Regions from separate parts of the Sus scrofa genome. Here region 1 is linked to region 2. The links are chromatin contacts, called in public Hi-C maps. All regions are on one chromosome and are shown on one strand. The core of a region is the stretch at or near the end of the contact, and the rest is flanking DNA. Distances in the headings are between cores, read along the strand shown. Region 1 holds the start of ARSK (arylsulfatase K). Region 2 holds the start of MCTP1 (multiple C2 and transmembrane domain-containing protein 1).

The links. Hi-C and Micro-C count contacts between places; a contact is called where the count stands out from the background.
Region 1: a contact with region 2 is called in a Hi-C map of skeletal muscle, with 2.2 times the contacts expected there. The contact joins the promoter of ARSK here to the promoter of MCTP1 in region 2. A contact is called at or near these places in 1 of 5 promoter capture datasets (liver) and 5 of 47 Hi-C or Micro-C datasets (brain, embryonic fibroblasts and skeletal muscle).

Annotation. Positions count from the first base shown.
Region 1 is chr2:102,161,875-102,166,797 of Sscrofa11.1, forward strand. It overlaps ARSK (arylsulfatase K), which reads left to right and starts at 2,215. Exons shown (of 8, transcript XM_003354206.5): 1 at 2,215-2,485; 2 at 4,039-4,168. The coding sequence starts at 2,348. It overlaps TTC37 (tetratricopeptide repeat protein 37), which reads right to left and starts at 2,146. Exons shown (of 43, transcript XM_021084546.1): 1 at 2,022-2,146; 2 at 1,394-1,533.
Region 2 is chr2:101,918,027-101,922,883 of Sscrofa11.1, forward strand. MCTP1 (multiple C2 and transmembrane domain-containing protein 1) reads right to left here and starts at 2,124. Exons shown (of 22, transcript XM_021084534.1): 1 at 1,370-2,124. The coding sequence starts at 2,080.

The DNA of each region.
Region 1 (4,923 bases), core at 965-3,464, 240 kb after region 2:
ACTGATGACTTAAACATATACATAATGGAGCCCTACCCTCACTACAAGACACTATATATAACATGTACACACTGAGAGATGCCCAAAGACAACTCAAAAGTACCTTTTTCGACAGGGTAAGCTACTGACTAGTAAACATGCTTTATGTCCAGAAAAGAGTGATCAAATAACAAACAAACCTGAAATTACCTAAGTACCCAAAGGAAATGGGGAAGGCCCGGGGGAAAAAAAATTGGTGGGGAAGGTGAGAAGGGCTGTTGCAAGGCAGAGATTATCCATGTAAAACTGGAGATAAACAGACTAATGAACCAGACTTGAGTTCAAAATAAGAATTTTCAATAATGAGACCTGTACAAATATGGAATGGGCTGCTCAAACGAAGTGTGTTTCACATCACCACATCACCGGAGATGAAAAGGCACAGACTGCATAATCCACTTGGCAGGGATATTCACTGCAGGACAAACTGAATTCCAGAGGAGAAGTACGACTAGCTAGAAGTCTCTTAGATCTTGCAACACAATATGTCTGGGGCCCTAAAATACCACCTTGCTCCAACCCACTGAGCATGTGCTCCCACTGACACTGCCGAGGGGAGAGAGAGGAGCAAAAAGATGTGTCTCTGTCATCCTGACCAGGAATTCAGAATACACAGCCTGTGAAAACAAGGTCAGAGAGTAAACAATTTACAAAATCAATACTACACCATAGCTAAAATTAAATATATTTTTTATGAATCTAAATGTCAGTCAACACTGTCTCTATGGGAAAATGTGTTTTAGAGTCCAAATTAACTCAAAACAGATATTTGAAACATCCTGTTCATGAAAGAGCCTATGCGTATTACCTTTCAGGCTGTATTATTACTTCACTTTTTTCCCCTAGAATGTGAGTTCCTTTTACATATACTTGTATGCTCCCACAGATCTGCTTTATTAACAAGGCTACTTGGCTAACAGAGAGTAAGTTCTCTAGAATGCCATGACATTTTGCAATCAGAGACAGACCACTGCAATAAGTTAGGGCATGGACTACTCAAATTCAACTCCTACTCAGAATGGCTCCCCGTGTAACCTTGGACAAGTCATTTAACCTGTCCAAGTCTCAGTTTTCCTATCTGAAAAAAAAAAAATGGTGAAAATGAGGATTACACAAAATATTCCATGTACAAGTACCATGCACACATTAAGTACTCAATAAATGCTCGGTATAATGATCAGCACATAATAAGTGTCATGTGAGTATTAAATAACTTCTGTCCCTTTTTCCAATTATTTTACGCAAAAAAGTCAGATATTAGCATTAAAAGTTGACTTTATGTAAATAAACACTACGATTCCTCCTTTTCTTGTCAAAACATTAAAACGACAAACAGGACACACTAATTACATACCTGAAACTGTAATAATGAAATCAGGAATTTGGCTCTGGGACATAAATTTGCTTCTTCCAGATTTCTCCAAAGAAGTCCAAGAGTCAAAAGGACCAGTGATTTCTTCAAAACCACGGCAGCAAAACAATGGAATTCTGAACCTACGTCAGTTAATCGAACACGTCACATAGCCCAACATTTCTTCCCCCGAAAACCCGTTCAGCTTCCCTCCTTTGCACTCTGAAGGCAAGGCGCACCCAAGCTTATCCCCACCTAGAGCCGAAACTTTTCTTACTAGGCCCCGCTCCTCACTTCAACGGAGCATAATAAATCCTTACCGTACGAGCAAAGCGGGAAATAGGATGAGGCAATCTATAAATATGCTTGAGAGGAAGGTATTCGAGGGGACCACAGAGTGGCCATATGGTAGCTTAGGCGGTCCAGACAGAGGCCCCACAAAGAACCACCCAATCCAATTTAAGTGACCGCCACCTCATCATCGCCCCGTTCACGGTCTCACCTAACACTCTGTCATGATTGCTCCGCGCAAAAAGAGCAGCCTCGGCACCTGTCCCTTTCTCTCTGTAGGTATCATTTCAATTGCCTACAGTAGCCAACTCTGCAGAAAGCTAGATCAACCAAAACCCACCTGGGCAATGATTCTCCTACAGAAGCTCTGTGTGGAGCCAGAGCGCAGGCGCACTTCCCAGGCATGGCTCATGTGACTGGAAGTAGCTGGATTTCGGTTCGCTCAGTGTTTGATTAAAAGGTCTTAACGTGAGTTGGGGGGGAATAAGGGAACACCTACTTTGCGCATGTGCTCATTCCAAGCCTGATGGGAGTTGTAGTTCTGCCAATGAAGCTTGGAGGAAGCCGAACTGCGCTCTATGGGATCCCCGCCCTCGTCCTCACCCAAGCGAGTTCCCAGAGGCAGGGGCGGACCCAGCGGCCCCGCTCTCAGAACAGCGCGCTGAAATGCTGCTGCTGTGGGTGTCGGTGGTTGCCACCTCGGCCCTGGCAGCACCAGTTCCTGGGGCAGGTGGGCTGAGGCAGGGAGCAGTTCAGGCTTGGCCAGATGCGCCTAACGTGGTGCTAGTCGTGAGCGACTCCTTCGTAAGTACCGAGAGGCAGGGGAGGGGGTGCCACGCTACACTCCCTCCACCGGCCCACAGCCCTTCCTGTGCTGCAGGCTTTGGGGAGCAGAATCTGAGACTTTCAAACAAGCTTTATACCCCGATGCAAAGTAAGAAACGTTTTGAGGCCCCGTACACAAAGTACGTGCACCACATAAATATGCATATAACACAGTAAATAAAACGCACTCCGATTAGCATCTTTACAAAAAAAGTTTTAATTGCTGGCTACGACCCACTAAATTATCTTACCACTAGTAAACTTTCCATCCATACACCCGCTTGATTCAGTTGTGGGGGAAAATAACTTTCTGCATCATCATAAAAGCCTGTTAGCTTTCCAGTCAGTGATCAACGTCATAAAGTATGAAGTTTTCTATTTATAGGTAACGATCTTGTACAAAGAAAATCCTAGGGAATCCACACCAAACTTTTAGAACCAATAAGTCTAGCAAAGCTATAGGATATAGGATCAACATATAAAATCATTAGGGAAATGCAAGTCAAAACCACAATCAGACACCAATTCACACCACCAAGATGTGATAATCAAAAAGACACATTTTGGGGGAGGGGAAATAGAAAGTCTAATTTTCTTATCTTTAAAGGCAAAGTTGGAACACACAGCTTAAAAAAGAAAAAAGGACTCCAGTCTTTTATAGTCTATCAATATTCCTTTGATAAGAAACTTTAAAGGGATATTTCTGAAAGCCCCATATTTGTATTAAAAGAGGTTTATCAAAAGATGAACAATTACCTCAGTTTCATCCTTTCTTGCTGAAACACAATGCTCGTATGTCTAAAATTATAATGTCAATGATACTTAGAAAAAAGAAAGACTTTTTTTTTTTTGCTCCTTCCAAGAAGAATTCTTTAATTCCCAATTCCATTCCACTATGCATTATCTCCAACCCAAACATCTCTTCTAATATCCAGGCTCATTTATCTAGCTGCCTAATTGTTATCCCCATGTATGTCTTGCAGAACACTTTACATGCCCCTTAAATTATTTTGAATGGCTGATCTTTATCATTCTTTAGGTCTCACTTCCTAAAGAAGCCTCCCCAGTTCACTCTATGAAAGTAGGTCTCCCTTCTTATTCTGTATCTTAGGTTTTTTTCAAAACACCTATCACAATAATTTGTAATTATTCTTGGTTTATTTATGAGTATGTTTTTTGCCTTCCCCACTAGACTGTAAGCTTCATGAGGACAGGGACTCTGTTTTTATTCACCGTCATATCTCTAGATCTTTCACGGTGCCTGGCACATAATAAATCAATAAACATTGTCTCAATCAGTCCTTTATCCCCCTAAAGAAACTTTCCGGGAAGCCCTTTAACATATTTACTATCTTCAAATAGATCGAAGTATCACACTACATTGAATTTTCAATATTATGAACCAGAGAATGATAACAATCACTGTACTTGTTTTTATCTTTTGAGGATTCTTGGGCTCATCCTGAAGTCTTTTGCTGCTTGTGAATTTTATGGTTAAAATTACAGGAAATGCTTTTCTTCTTTTATTCCAGGATGGAAGGCTAACATTTTATCCAGAAAGTCAGGTAGTGAAACTACCTTTTATCAACTTCATGAAAGCACATGGCACTTCCTTTCTGAATGCCTACACAAACTCTCCAATCTGTTGCCCATCACGTGCAGGTATGAATACGCTTAATATTGCTAGAAGTGGCCTCACACTGAAAATGTTTTCACAGCTTAAAAGATTATACCTGGAGTTCTCTGGTGGTCTAGTGGTATGGTTCAGGTCACTGCTGTGTTTCAGGTTCGATCCCTGGCCCAGGAACTTCCGCATGCCACAGGTATGGCCAAAAAAAGTATTAAATTAAAATTTAAAAAATTGTAATAGCACTTCAGGTACAAAAGTCATGACAAGGTTCTTTTTTTTTTTTTTTTTTAAAGATCACACCCAAAAATGGAGTAGTAAGTCATATTTGGCATCTCAAAAAAAATTTTTTTAATATATGTGATGTATGTTTTAAAGTATGTATTGGGCTTTTTTAAGAGTAGGAATTTTATCACCCAAAATGGTGTTTACTTTATGTGTTATCATTTCATTTCCCTGTGACTCATGACTAAGAATCTTATGACTATCCAAGCAAATTAGGAAACATTTTTTTTCCAATAAGGGTTCTGTTTCCAAGGAAATTTTGCAGTTAAGAGACAGAAAGTTGCGAGGGGACTTCAGAGTACACCACAAAGTAGTTAGAACTTCTTACACATCTTGTTTATCTGTATTTTCTGTATTACTTCAGATTACATGCTTTCTCTTACATCTTTCTTCAATCTCAATTCACTTCTATCCCAAGTCTAATTACTCGCTTTTATTATAATAATTTAACAAATAGGCTTTTTTTTAAAGTATAGTTGATTTACAATTGTCATTTTCTGCTGTA
Region 2 (4,857 bases), core at 874-3,373:
CTTTGCCTACTCTTCCAAGAATAACTGAAACCTTTTCCAGACAATCAGGTGTTTTCTAGAGCATCAGTAACAAGTTACTGCAAGTGATTGTGTTTAGTTAGCAACAAAACATACTAGAATTCTGATTTATTTTCTAAAATTACACTAATTAGCCAATAAACCACAAAAAATTCAACTGAAAGCCCATCTATTCCCATATCTTACTCTTCAACACATGGCCTTCTATTTTTTATGACCTAGATTTTATTTATTTATTTAGTCTTTTTGTCCTTTCAGGGCCGCACCCGCGGCATGTGGAGGTTCCCAGGCTAGGGGTCTAATAGGAGCTGTAGCAGCTGGCCTACACCACCGCTCACTGCAATGCCAGATCCTTAACCCACCGATGGAGGCCAGGGATCAAACCCACAACCCCATGGTTTTAGTCGGATTCGTTTCTGCTGCGCGAGGATGGGAACTCCTGACCCAGATTTTAATCTAATATTTTAATGTATGTCACTAACATAACAATCAGAGTCAAAATAATGAGAATTTAAATAAGAGGTATTGGAAGAAAAGAGTTCACTATGTGCCTGGCAGAATGTGAATTTCAAAATATATTTGCTAGCATTAACGCAATTCGATCAACATTTACAAGAAGGGGTATCACTTCTACAAAACCCTACAAAATCAAGGGAATAAAAGCAGCCGCTCAGTGGAACGCCTTTCATAACCTACAAGTGCATTTTTACTTGATTCTTGCCTGACCAAAGAATCAATATGACGTGTAAAGCAGCATAATTTAGCCGCAACTGCTTCATCTGACTATTAAAACTTAGCAAAGGCCATGTTTAACTCGGAAGAGATGCTCACAGGGACCACTTGTTGGGTAATGATTCACTGGCAGCAGGAAGCTTTGCTGAGGGAGGGCGGGAGGATGAGCTGCCTTAGGCTTAAAGGGTTTCCCCAAACATGACCTCAGGTTTGTCATCAATTCACCTCTCCGCATTCCTCATTTTACCTGCAAGTTGATAGGTTTGTTTTTCTTTTGACAAAACGAGACCTAGTTGGACAGTCCTTTTAGGAGACCTCCAAAAACAGTACCCATTTTTTGTCTAACTTTCTTCCTCTATTTTGCTACCATTCATACTTCCACGTTCACTGGCAACTGAGAAAGCTTCAAACAGCTTCTAGCAGTAGGTACTATTTCTGTCAAAAGTAAAGTCAAAGCGCAAGTCAGAACTCTACTAAGCAGGAGCGGGATGCTTTCTTTCCATTGTTTGAAGTACCCACAGCCGACCCTACCCCTAGCTACTCCCAGGGTCTCGATCGCCCGCAGCTGGAGGCGTGGCCCCGCGCACTTAGGCTCCGGCCGCGCCCACCTGTCACTCACCGGACTGCTGCTGCGCTCCTCGCCCTTCTCCGGGGTCCGCGGCTCTGCTGGATTTGGTGCTGGCTCTGTGCGAGGCGGCGGCGGCTCCAGCAGCTGCTCCAAGCAGGCGGTGCCCGGCAAGGAGGAACTCTTCTGATGGCACAAGTGCGCCGCGGGGGCCTCACGCCGCGCACCCGCATCTCCGGCACGGGCTCCCCTTGGGGGCGGCTGGGGCGAGGATGACAGGGAGGATGAGGCAGAGGATGAAGAGGGAGCTGAGTCCGGGGAACGTCCACCAGGAGGCGTTGCACCAGCGGCTGCCACCGGTCCCCTTCCCGCGGGAAACAAATGCTCGCGGATCCGGCGGCGCAGCGTGGACCCCTGCTCCGCTCTGCCTGCACCACGGGGCTCGAGAGGCTCCGGCGACGAGCAGCACAGGTTGGGCTGGGAGGAGGAGAAGACGCGGTCCAGCACTTGCTTCCGTTTCTTGAAGCCGCTCCACCTGCTGCCCGCGCCACCCAAGCCTGCCAGTCCTTCCCGCCTGGCCCCCGGGAGTGGAGGAGAGGGCGACGGGGTGTCCGCAGTGCGGCGCTCGGGGGCCCCCGCGCGCCCGCTCCCGCCGCCCTTGCCCTTGCCCACTCCCAACTGCAGGTTCTTCCAGAGCCGGGCCTGGAAGGAGGAGGACGCCGCTGCAGGCTCGGGCGAGCCCGCCGCGGAAGCTCGGGGCTCCATCCTCCACCCCCTGCTCCTCCTCTCTCCACCGCCTCCTCCTCCTTCTCCGCCCTCTCGGGCTGCGTCTCCTCCCGGAGCCCCGCGGTGGCGGCGGCGGCGGCGGCGGCGGCGGACGCAGCAACAGAAGCCAAGAGTGCAGGGAGGCTTCAGGCCAGCCCTGGGGAAAGACGACGCCGCCGCGGAGGCTCTCCGAATTCGGGACTCCCGCGCCGCCTCTTCCTCCCGTACCTGCGGGGGTGGGCTGGCCCTGTACCCAAATCTCGGTCTCAGCAAAGTTTCTAGCTCTGAGTTCCGCGGCTCCAGTCCACTGGAGTCCCCCAGGCCGCTCCCTGGCTCTTTCTCCTCACTGGCTCCCGGCTCGAGAAGCTACACGCACCCGGGCGTACGCGTCCAGCTACGCCAGGGACCGCACCCGATGCCCTCCGGACAGCACCTGTCAGCGGCGGGGGCGGCTGCCTCCAAACGGGACGCGCGTGCGACTCACACAACAGGAAGGATTGGGCTGATGACACTCGGTGCGCCCCGGCACCATCCTCCAGCTCCCGGGTGGGAGGGCGGGTTGGAGACAGCCGGGTGGAGTTGGGTAGGGACCGGAGCCAGCTTGCTCCCCAGGATCTGGCCACAGTTGCCCTCGAAGCCAGCTTTGGGCGGGCCCCGCTAGACAAGCCCTCTGGCAATCATCTGAGTCCACTAAAGTGAGCTACAGTGAAGATTAAGCTCCTTGACTGGGTCCTCTGGAGCATCTAGTGTCCACACCGAGAGGTGAACCCAACCGGGTTGTGATGCTGATCGCCGGTGCCCCCGCCCCGATGCGTGCCTGGAGTCTAAGAGTTTGATTTCTTCTGTCTAGACTTCATCCCCATCCACCCCTCCCCGCTCTTAGCTTGTGCGTTATTTTCTCTTGCGATCAGGGTCCAGAGGTTTACGGAGTCTGACAGTAAAGCTGGCCCTAAAGTTGCAAGGAGTTTACCATGGAGAAAGACGTGGAGGATGCTCACTGCTTCTGACTCCTTTCCAAATGAAGAAAAGCTTCTTTTCTCTTAAGTGCATTTTCCTGTGGTTACTCGCAAAGCAAATGGGAAAAGTTTGTAACTCCCATTAAGACTTTGCTTCTCCTGAAATCTACTGCTTCAGAGGTCTTCTGATTCTACTGCGAGCCTCTTGAAAGGCAGGTAACATTGTGCCCCTTCCCACCCACTGCATTCTGCACTCCAAAATGCAGAAAACTCGGAAGAGCTTTGACACAGTACTGATTCCAGTCTCCTCTAGCAAGCGGTATGCCCTAGACATGTCACCAATATCTTTAAGCTTTTTATTTTTCTATTTTTCTTACCTTTACTTTTTTTTTTTTTTCCTTTTTTCCTTTTCCAGGCATGTGGAAGTTCCTGTGCCAGGGATGCAATCTGAGCCCCATCTGTGACTTAAGCCACAACTGCAACAGTTAGGGATCCTTCTAGCTGGTGCTTCTAGCTGGTGATCAAACCCAGAATGGAGCCTGCAACACCATAGTGGCAATGCCACAGAGACAAGCTGAATCATTAAACCACTGATCCACAGCAGGAACTCCCATTTTTCTTACCTTTATAACAAATATTTATTGAGCACCTAGTATGTGTCCAGCAATACAATAAGCTCTGGGGATGCAGCTGTGACAATGGCACAGGGCCCCACCCTCATGAAGCCCATCTTTCAGTGGGAGAATCAAACATAATTCCTAATGGTAAAAAGTCTCATGGAGAAAATAAAATAGAGTATCAAAATAGAGTGGTTATGGAGGTAGGTTGCCAGATAAATTGCAAGACATCAAATTAAATTTGAATTTCACATCAACAATGAATGGATAATATCTGAGTTTCTGTATGCCCCAAACATTGTGCAAGACATACTAAAATACTATTGTTTATCTGAAATTCAGTATTACCTGGATGTTGTGTATTTTTATTTGCTAAATCTGACAATCCTATAGAGGGTTTTTGGTTTTTTGACAACATGTATACAGGAAGAGTCCCTCTGAGAAGCTAAAATTTGAGTTGAAACTTAATGGGGACAAATAGCAACCACTGAAAGATCTGGTTACAACATTCCAGGCAGAAGGAACAGCAGGTGCAAAGGCCCCAAGGCAGGAAGCATCTTGGCTGGGCATGATCAAGGACAGATGAAACCACTGAAAATAATGTGGAATAGAGTAGGTAGAGGTGGAAAGAGATGGAAGGGAAAGAAATGAGTAGGCTTCTGGAGGGGTGTTTCCTACAGCCATAGGAAGAACTTGGGTCCCCTGTAAGTGAAATGAGGAGCCATTAGAGTGTTTTTAAACATGACAGTCAAGTGACATCATTTAATAATACCTACTTCACAGGGCTGTTTCAAAGATTAAGTGAAAAAGGACTCATTCAGTGCCTGAGGCTTTTCCACATGAGTCACATTGAAAATAACAACCACAAAAAATTACCTCAATATAGAGCTACTCTGAGAGCTTCCCCCAAAAAGAAACTGCTATATCCAGAAATCTTCTATGCCATAGAGGAAAAATAATTGTTACAAATTTTTCTAAGACATCCCAAATGAAAGCACAGAAAAAATAAGTAAAGAAATATAGGATTACTATGGCAAATTTAGAAGAAATGACCACCCCTTCTTACCAAAGCTCCTTACAAGTATGTCAAGTTTGATCACATTTATATGATATAGAGCCATAGACACATGGAGATATCTCTACACAATTCAACCTTATTAGGAAGGTGATGGATAAAGTAATATTTGAGCAGAAACTCAAATGA